Linked DNA regions of Mus musculus: region 1 is linked to region 2. The links are chromatin contacts, called in public HiChIP or PLAC-seq maps. All regions are on one chromosome and are shown on one strand. The core of a region is the stretch at or near the end of the contact, and the rest is flanking DNA. Distances in the headings are between cores, read along the strand shown.

Evidence for each region. HiChIP or PLAC-seq counts read pairs in DNA pulled down with a chosen protein or histone mark.
Region 1: a contact with region 2 is called in an H3K4me3 HiChIP or PLAC-seq map of bone marrow-derived macrophages, with 4 times the contacts expected there. The contact joins the promoter of 5830416I19Rik here to the enhancer-like site in region 2. A contact is called at or near these places in 3 of 15 datasets of contacts at CTCF or cohesin (the NIH/3T3 cell line, large pre-B cells and stem cell-derived epiblast-like cells), 7 of 484 Hi-C or Micro-C datasets (ECoMG myeloid progenitors, bone marrow-derived macrophages, cerebral cortex and 4 more) and 5 of 115 datasets of contacts at active chromatin or transcription factors (bone marrow-derived macrophages, embryonic stem cells and trophoblast stem cells).

Annotation. Positions count from the first base shown.
Region 1 is chr5:64,043,514-64,048,549 of GRCm38.p6, forward strand. It overlaps 5830416I19Rik (RIKEN cDNA 5830416I19 gene), which reads left to right and starts at 1,460. Exons shown (of 3, transcript NR_045384.1): 1 at 1,460-1,485; 2 at 1,636-1,674; 3 at 4,149-5,036.
Region 2 is chr5:63,905,400-63,910,239 of GRCm38.p6, forward strand. It overlaps Rell1 (RELT-like 1), which reads right to left. Exons shown (of 7, transcript NM_145923.4): 7 at 3,499-4,840. Among named protein-coding and RNA genes, the nearest start is that of Rell1, 61 kb to the right of the region's middle. Within about 2 kb of position 1,267, at least 19 of the 459 cell types and tissues checked have an H3K27ac peak or open chromatin away from gene starts, as enhancers often do. A contact at or near this core is called in bone marrow-derived macrophages, where this site is marked.

The DNA.
Region 1 (5,036 bases), core at 210-2,709, 140 kb after region 2:
ACATCGCTAACACACCAACTCCAGGAGGGAGGGGAAACCAGATCCCAGAGGAAGCACGTGCATTAGAGCCATCCTGCCAACATGGAAGGCCTGGCTTGTTTGAAAAGAGCAAAGGTATCTCTCTGAAGCCACTGAACTTTTAAAAACAGTCTGCATTATAGCAGCTTGCCCTTTATCCTAACAAATACACTAAGGACAGTTTAGACTCTCAGTGGTACCTATTCCCTTATTTGTCAAACACAACGGATATATTGTATCATTCTATTTGTTCCCGGGATAATAGGTCTCCAAAGACATCTCCAACCTGAACAGAGGGACAATGTTTCCCATTGTGTGGAGACAGAAGTGCCAGTGGCAGCCCACCTCTGCACCATGCAGCTGCTGGTGGGATGCTCTGGCCTCCAGGCCCCTTGGAGAATGAGTGCAAAGTGGTTGCCAACTTCCTCCATCACAAATACTCATGTGTCAGAGATTTTTAAATAAAAAATTCAAGAACAGATGGCAAAAGAAAGACTCGTTATATGTGTGCAATCTAGGCTTTGTCTCCTATGCATGTTGCAGTCTCTGTGTGTGTGTGTATGTGTTTGTGTGTGTGTGAAACCAACATTAATGTCATTTCTTGGGGGATAATAAGCTCATTCTGCTAGCCCCACTTATGGCTAATAACAATCAACAATTATTGATGCTTTCTTCGTTGCCACCTCCTCCTCATGAATCAGCACATGAATATTTATGTCCATGCTAATCAGCACAGAAGACTGCTGCAGACAGGCGTCAAATTACACTTCTGGGTTAGAGACAGCCTCCTCTTTTTGAGGCATTTTGATCAAGAAAAACTTGGTGGGGGGCTGATTTCTTGAATTTATTTATTATTTACTTACTTATTTTTGTTAGAATGAAGAGAGAAAGTGGCTGAAAGGCTTGGGTTGAAAGTATGAACGACCTGCATGTGTGAAGGCTCAGTTACTGGATGGTAGTTTTAAAAGGTTCTGTGTACCTTGAAGAAGTCAGGCCTTCTTTGGAAGCTGGACGTTGAGAGGGGATTGTGGGATTCCCCATCTGTCTCAGTTTGGTCTACACCGTTTTCCAGAGTGGTCTCTGCTATCCCAGCCCCCATGATGGTTTTCATATGCCACTCCCACATCCGAACACAAAACAAAGAAATGTAATAAAAAGAATAAATAAAATGTTATCTAAAGAGATCATGTCTTGGCACATGACACTTTTATCTGGGGCGGGGGAGGGTAGGCTGGGGAAGGTTGGGGAAGTGTGGGGGGGATGGATGGACAAGCACCTTGTTAGAGAAATAGTCTGAAGGCTGAGAGTCTCCTCCCGTGGCCCTGTACTCGCTGGCGGTAATCCTAAACTGTAAACGTCTATCTGTCTATCCGTTTTAAACCACAACACTTTGCGACTTCCTTGTTTCACCCGCTCTGCTTTGGTCTGAACAAGCACTCTCAGTGCCACCCATTATTCTGCCGGGAGGTATGTGTCAGAGCCGGTGTGCGCGCCAGCTTCGCCAGCTTCGTGTTGGATGAGCTCGCTGTTCGGGGAGGGAGGTGAGTGGGGGTGCAGGGTTATTTCTAGAATGGCAGAGGCAGTATAGGATAATGTAGGAACGCTTTCTATCCTCAGGGTTGAAAGAAGATGGAGAAATGGCGACTCCGTTTCCAGGTAACTGTATCTGCATCTCTCCTAAGAATCCTGCTAACTCACACTGGTGTAGAAGTTACCATGATTGGGTCCCGTGCTGATTTGTACCTGTGTTAAAGCACTGAATCCTTTGAAGTAGATGTAGTCGTTGGCTACAACAATATGTGTGGTGGTAGCTGTATGACTCAAACCTACCTAAAGTTCTTAGCCACTGTAAGAGACTATCGGAGGCTGACTGAGGTCAAAGAGCCACTTATGTTTTGTGCCCTGGCATATGACTTATCCAGAGGCTCTTTGCTTTATTGCCTCAAAATCCTTCTCCTGGCCAAGCCCTGTAATCTCAGAGCCACAGTCAGTTCAAAGAGAGGATGTAGGTCTTCTCCTATTGTCTGACCGGCACCACTTCTTCTTAACACGGGTCAGTGCTGAGAGTGGCTACTGGTGTGTGAGCTAATGTTCTCTCTCTCTCTCTCTCTCTCTCTCCCTCTCCCCCCCTCCTATGAATCATGGCGTTCATGTCCTTAAATCAGTCATCCCTTCACATGACCAGCCCGGCAGACAATACAGTGGGTATGAGTACGGAGCTGCAGGCTGGCCACCGGCCAAGGGCTCCGGGTGGGAAGAGCAGGATTGCTGCCTGGCTCTGAGCCATGTCACATGCAGCAGGGCTTGGGTGGCTCTCCAGGGGACTCTTTCAGGCATACGAAACAAAAAGCAAGGGCCACACTCAAAGTTAAAAAGCTCTGTCACTGTTGGGTTTTCCTGTGGTTATTTTCCAAGAAAAACAAACAAACGTTATGACTGCTCTACTTTTGAAAATAAGTAGCAAGAAATTTGAATGTTAATCCACTGGCAGTAAAAATGTACTCTGTGGTTCTATGTCATAAGCAGTCACAGACACAGAAGTCTAGACACAGTTCTGTCCTTTCCAACTACGTGATGTTGGTCAGTTCTGTGAATTCTCTGGGTTTCGTTGTGCCTTGGAACCAGATGGAATACATTTATCTCGTAAGGATGCTCTTATCCTTAGTTCCTAGCTGAACCTGTTATCACGAGAGAGGTAGTGAGGATACAGTGCGAGAAAAGATATTTCTAGAATGACAGACCCAGTGTTGGGTATATGAAGGGTCTCTTTGCCTCCTGAAGAAGGGAGGCGGAGAAAACTGGAGATGCAGGGTTGTAGATTTGGTGTATTGCTTGTATTACGTTAATTGGGTTCCCAAAATTACATGGGAATTCGCACGTCTGCATGTAGGACGCGGAGGGTCCCTGCCCCCAGTTGGCTTTGGTTAGGAAATAAAGTTGCCATCGACCAATGGCTGGGCAGGGAGACAGAGGTGGGACTTTTAGGATTCTCAGGCAAGAGAGAGAGAAAGGAGAATCGCCATGCCATGAAGGGAATAAGATTTGGGCTTGAGAGCTGCAGGAAGAGAGGCATACTGGTCGTGTAGGAGATGCTTACGGTGGAGATGGGGTCTGACTCAAGAAGAAGGAAGAGACAAGAGAACAGGTTCTCTCTGAACCTTGAGAAGGAGCCAGCCCTACTGACAACTCGTCTTCCCTGGGTGTAGGAGTCTCACACGGTTGACCTCCCGATTGTAAGCGCATACACTCGTTCTTCTGATTCACAGCAATACAAGGTCGGAAGCAGCTAAAGAAGGGGACATGGTCGCTGACCCTCACTCTCTATTCTTGCTCCTTTTGCTTAGTACTTACTTTTACACCCTAGTCAGAATTATGAAGATAACTGCTGCTTGCAAAGTTGTCAAGATTTCTGAAGCTAAGCTAATAGCACCTTCACATTCACCAGGCATTTCGCAAGTCCTTACCTCGTACTGGCTATTTGGTTCTAGAAACTTCTCAAACGTCCATTGTCACATTGAGCCAAAATTCACCTCCACCTCCCACCCCCATATGGTTCTAATTTCACAACCCATCCATCCAGTCAGTACCTGCAGCTGGGTGCGTTTTTCTCGCACAGATCGTTCATCCATTCATCCGTCAGCACGCCCAGAGCCATTCATGCGATGCCAACCCTCAGAAAGATCAAATGCTTCATTCTCCCTGACCTATTAGTGAGAAATAATTGGCCCTCCCTCGAATGCCTTAACTCTTTGTAAATACCTGTTACTGCAATGTGCTCGGATTATGCACCTTTGTCACTGAAACCTTTAGAATGCCAAATCCTTGCGGGTCAGTCTTCCTGTGATGTCATGATGAATAAAGATACAACCAGCCGAAACAGCCAAAAAGAAAATCTTTGTTTCTTTAAAAAGGAAGAAGGAAAGGGAAGGCGCCTTTCTTACCTTCCCTTCCTCCCCTCTTGACCCCAGGGAGCCTCAGGTGCAGCTTACACTGTTAACCTCTCCCCTGCCTTGGTCCTTAAAGCATTGCTTCCAGAGTTCTCACCTCAGCTATGAACCTGTTTTATAGCTACCTGGATTCCTGAGCCTTTAGTCAGCCGACATAACTTTTTATTTTTTTATTTTTTTAAGCCGTGGCCAGTAGGCCAAGACAGCAAGCTGTTCGGTCTATACAGCACGGTTGACAGTACAAGCGGCAACCTGGAGACGTCCCACCCAGTCATCTTTCACCACTTCTCCAAGAGTGATGGTAGTGCGCCTTCGTGTGAGCACATTTTGTTTCAGAGGATGCTGTCACCTTAAGCTCCCAGCATCCCTGGAGGCGGACATTTCACTTGAGGACACTGATTCAGAGATCTCTGGTTCTGCAGAACTCCTCCCCTCCCCCAGTCCTCTTCCTTGTTCCTCCCCTGTCTTCTATATAAGAGAGTCTTAAGGGCCCTACCTGGCCCTCAAACCCCAAAGCTAAAGGCAGAGCTAAGCAGGTGGGAAGGGCTTAACAGAAATGCAAAGCCTTTGTTTCACCTTCCCTGCAGCTAACAGCAAAGTCTTCCTGACACTGTCCCGCCCACATGCTGGAGCCAGGAGTCTGGAGCCTCAAGGTCCACGGCTACCTCCGTTCTTAGAGCCCTCAGGCAGAGAGCTGGGAAGACTTTCTCAGCCTCATGGGACCCAGGGAGGTCAATGGTGGTCAAAGGCTTTTTCCACTGAATCACAGGACTCTGGTTGAAGGGCGTTTGCAAGTAGGGAAGCAAGAATTTGGCACCGGCATTCTTCAGGTGGTTTCTCCGAGTGCCAACCTGTACCTATTCCTGAGAAGCCATATGATTTCTGGTTATATTATTACATAATTCCATGGTGAGTCTTATTTATGCTCTATCACTAAGTTTGTAATAGATTAAACTAAAACTCACCTTCATTTCTGGGAAAGCCATTTGCTCAGAGTTCTTTAATTAACACATCAAACAAAAGGAAGGCCACTGACTACAAGAAGGACAGACTGGGGTTGCAGTCAGTCCT
Region 2 (4,840 bases), core at 17-2,516:
CCCCACTTAGACTTTTAGGTCACATCACCCTTAAAGTGAGTAGCTCATATTAAGGTGACTCTTTCTTTTAGCGTTCCTTCTTCACAAGGTAATCATGTTGAGGGCCCGTGGGATCTTAAAGGGTCATTAGGCTGTGGAGGCTCCACTCTCAAGAACAAACTGTTTATTTCTCAAGTAACAGCATCAGGTCTCAAGACAGAATTAAGGAGTGAGTTGTGTCTTGTGGGGTTGCATTGGTTACCCTGAGAGCGGTTTTTCCTCTTCTCTGAGTCTTCCTTGGCCCGTCTCACAAACCCTCCTGCTACAGTGATGGTGCACCTGCCATTGTCCAGTGAACATCAAGGGCTTTATTAAATGTGGCTGCTAAGCTCAGACTTTTCAACCTCCCAAACTTGGGAGCAGTTAAGCCTTTTATCCTTTGAAACCATTCGACCCCAGGTATTTTGTTTATAGCCATACAAAACAGTGGCACCAATACCCACTAAAACAGCAGTGCCTTCTGGGAGTTTACGGGCAGGCTATGGCACGCATCACGATTTTGTGTGAATTTTCTACTCCTTAAAAAAGCACAAAGGGATCCCTACAGCAAGCTGGGTAGCTAGACTAATTAAATCAGTGGTGCCTGGGTTTAGTTAGAGAACCCAATGAAGTAAAGAGAAATTTAAGACACTCAGTATTAACATATGCATGCCCACACACATGAGAATGTACAACACACAGGCATGTCACACACACACACACACACACACACACACACACACACACCACATCCACATGCAAAAGTAAACCAACAAGCAAATCCACTGTGCAAACGATGGCTCGGGAAAATGCTAAGCCTCAAAGAAGCCAAGAGCCTGGTTCCCAGCATACAGCGTGAGTGGCAGAGGTAAGGCTCAGCTCTACATCGAAGGTCAAGCTATCTCTCTGAGTCCCAATTGCTTAGTCACACCATTTCTATGACAGCATTTAGGGCCTGAGGTTCTCTCCACAGTCATTCCTGCCTTCATCTGTGTTCACAGGCACTGTCTGGCCTCAGACAGTGAGGAAGCGTTTGAAGGGAAAAACAAGATAGATTGACAGGGTCAGAAAAAAAATGATCAGGAAAAAAAAACCAAACTCGCTCCTTTACTCCCATTAGCTAGCTAGTGATATCCTTTATTTTTAAAGGTTTATTCATTCTGCCAACACATCACGGGGGCTCTGCACACCAGTACACACAAATGGCCGGATCATGCCCCACTGCAGTTCCTACATCCAACCAGAAGAGGGGGCCAAAGTGCTATCTCTGTGTAAGGTGGATGCTCAGCGTCAAACACTTGGCTACAAAGCTCCAAGTTGCGGGGACCCCATTTGTAAGTCCCCTAACCTTCACTTTTTCAACTGTAAGTTTTGGATAGCGCAAGGCTGGCCAGCAAGACAAACTTGAGAAGGAATTGCAGAAGTGTGCAAAACCATAAACAGTGCCCCACCCCCAAAACCATAGATCCTCCAGGAGCCCAGATACAGAGAGCACTGACCAGGGGATCCAGACTGGCCATGATTTGCCACATTCCCAACCCTGACAGTGCCTGTGAACACAGATGAAGGCGGGAATGACTGTGGAGAGAACCTCAGGCCCTAAATGTGCATGCCTGCATTGAAAACGTTCTTATATAGTAAGAGTGGTGTTTCCTACAAAGTTGAAAATAACATAAGGTTAAAATGAATGGAACAAGTACGGAGTCAGAGGTACCGTGTGGACTTGGACTCTTAGCACACAGAAACACAAAGATGTGTATACTATATGGATTACTATACAGAGGGCAGAGGCTGCGACACCCAGTATCAATGAGCACAGCTTGTGTCCTTATTTTAAAAAATACCATTCTCTAGCAAAATGACTTAGGGCTCCTTAGATTCGCAGTTGGTCCTAAGGATGGGATGTTGAGGTTTGGTCTGTTGCTATGAATTGTAATGCTAAGTGTGAGGGGAGCAAGACTTGGTTGTCCCAGAGAGTCCCCACATAGATTCAAGTTATTTCTGATTAGTGAATAAAGATGCCTACAGCCTATAGCTGGGCAAAATTGAGATAGGTGGGGGCTTAGTGTTCCCGGCAGCATTGGAGTTGGAGATGATCACAAGGGGAGAGAGAAAGGTGGAGAGGGGAGTAAGATGCCCTGGGTTAGGAGTCAAGAAAGCACAGCCCTGAGGGCTGGCCAACTGGAGTTAAGAGCAGCCCATGTGAAACAGTAATAACTCAGGGTTATCAACAGGAAATATATTTTAACAGCATAGAAGGTAGATATTTGCCCAGCTGTGCTGTTTAAGGCTTGTAAATATAAAGGTTCCCTGTGTCTTTTATCTAGGAAAAAAAAATGGTCAAAGTCAGGGTAGAAACCTCAAATTGAGATTAAATATTTTCTACAACACTGGGGCAAGGAACAAGAAAACAAGAAGAGCCTGGGGCACCGTCTGGGCCAGAACGTAGTAAGGGGCTAGAAATAGGCGAGACAGAGGAGCGTGGGGGAAGTGGGGAGAGAGAGCACCGTGCCAAAGGCATCAATCTGTAAGAGCTTTCATTACAGGCACTATCCTCGAGGGAATGGAGTTGTATGCCCTTGTCCTGCTCCCTCGCACCCAGAAAAAAAAAAAAAACCCACATTGATACTGAAATTTCAACACCTAGAATAGGCCTCGCGTGACCCTTCTGGGAGCTAGGATCTTTGCAAATGTAACCAAGTTAAGATGAGTTCTTATGATGGATTGCAGTGGGCCCCTAAGCCAGGGGGCAGATGGCCTTAAAAGGAGGAATAGGATACCCACAGAGAAGGATATCTCAAGACACAGATCTTCAATGATGCAGAACTTCAAACCAGGAAATGCTGAGAACTTTCTAACAAACACCTCCCTCAGAATACAGGGTGGACCTAACCCTGGAGAAACGTTGTTTCTAGCTCTGGCCTGAAATAGCTTTCTATATTGCATTAGTTGCCAAGCTCTTGGTAACTTGTTGATTGGAGTCCTGGGGAAGTCACCTCCAATGGATGGTAAAGCTAGCAGACGAAAAGGTAAACACAGGTAAGTTACTAGCCTCATCCCCGAGTATCTTCCCTCTTCATTACAGAGGCACAAATAGTAACTGTAACATACTGAAGCCTGCTAGACATGACAACCAAATGACTGACTGGAAATCACAAGATGACACATGTCAACTCCATGTCCCCTGACGTGCAGCATCCTTACCAAGGCAAAACTTCAAGTCTCTCCAATGAGAAAGTTCCCCAGCTCAAATGGAAGGACACTGTAGAGAGCCGAGCAGCTTACTACAGTGTTGTGATCAAGAGACTGGACTAGTGAGCAGTCTTCGGAGATGCAATAACTCAGGGCAAAGTGGGAATCCCCCTCCCCCTGAGTTCTAATTTGTTTATCAATCTTGGACGGATGCTGCTTTCTTAGTCATGATCATGTTCCTATGGTGATGTAAGATGTTGAACACTAAGATTAGCAGACTGAGGGGTACCCATAAACTCCACACTATATTTATTTCTCTATGTCCCAAATCATCCATGGGGCGGGGGCGGGGGAGGAGGTAGAGGTGCTATAAAAGGGGAAATCCAATCAGACCAGCCTAACGATTACTCAACAATCGAAGACTTAAGAAGCTGGTCCTGTAAGATGTCGCTCATTCAAGCACACTGGTTTAATGCTTTTATTTTTAACTCTGCTTTGGTAGTACAAAATTCATAAAAAGTACAAACCAGACAGTTAAAAATACATTTGACACTGGAAACCAAAAAATTTTCCTTTACAAAATGTTTTACATCAAGATGGCAACCGAGTGACTCTTTCCTTTACACCAAGAAGCGATCCATCATTAGTGTCGTGGACAGTGACCTTGTCGAGGATCCTCAGAACTTCTGAGGGAGGAGGGAGGAGGAGGGACCCTAAACGCCAACTATGCTGGGAACCCTCAGGATTCTCACCAGGCTGTGCAAACCAGGACAAAGCTTATGTGTTGAATGTATTGAATGTTTAATTTTTGGCATCTCTGGAAGCCAGTCACCCATCTGCTCAAGTATTAGAAAATGTTTAAAATGTACTCTGGGTATATAAATACAATCTTAAATATCTTTGCTTATTTTTTTTTGTTTTGTTTTTTTTTATTGCTATAGAAAGTGCTCTACATTGAATAAAATTAAAAAATAATTAAAACTGAAGAATATTACATATTAGCCCATCACCATTTAAAGGACGTCATTTTTTTTTTTTTTTTGCAAAATGTATACTTTTTTTGTTTGTTTGTTTAAGTAAAAATACTGGCTTAGCTGCACAAACATTACTCCCATGAGCACTCACTCTGCTTCCTGGACCACAGTGAACCTGGCATCCACACTGGCATCTCTGCTTAGTAGACACAACACACATACCAAGTCACTAGCTGCCAGTGTGGGTTCACATCAAACTGCATCTACCACACGCATAAAATGTTTGAAAAAAAAAAGTTAGTTTGTGTCCAGAAGCAGAAATTTTTTTAACAGAAAATGCCCTGGGGTATATTTTTTTAAAACCCCACCCCACTTTTTTCTATTTTATTTTTGTACAGCCAAATTAAAAGCAAAAAACAAAAAAGAAACAAACAAACAAAAAACCCCAAAACCACACCCAGTAGTTAATGCATCACACCAATGGAAGTAGGGCATAAAGCTTGCCGCCCCGCCACCCTCCCCATCCCAGACCTATGTACTTTGAGGCGTTTTATAAAACAAGGCCAAGAGAGAGCCCTACCAGGCAAGAAGCCCCTAAGACTGGTAGAGCACATGCTCTACCACTGAGTGATAGCCCAGCCCTCTCTTCACTTTTT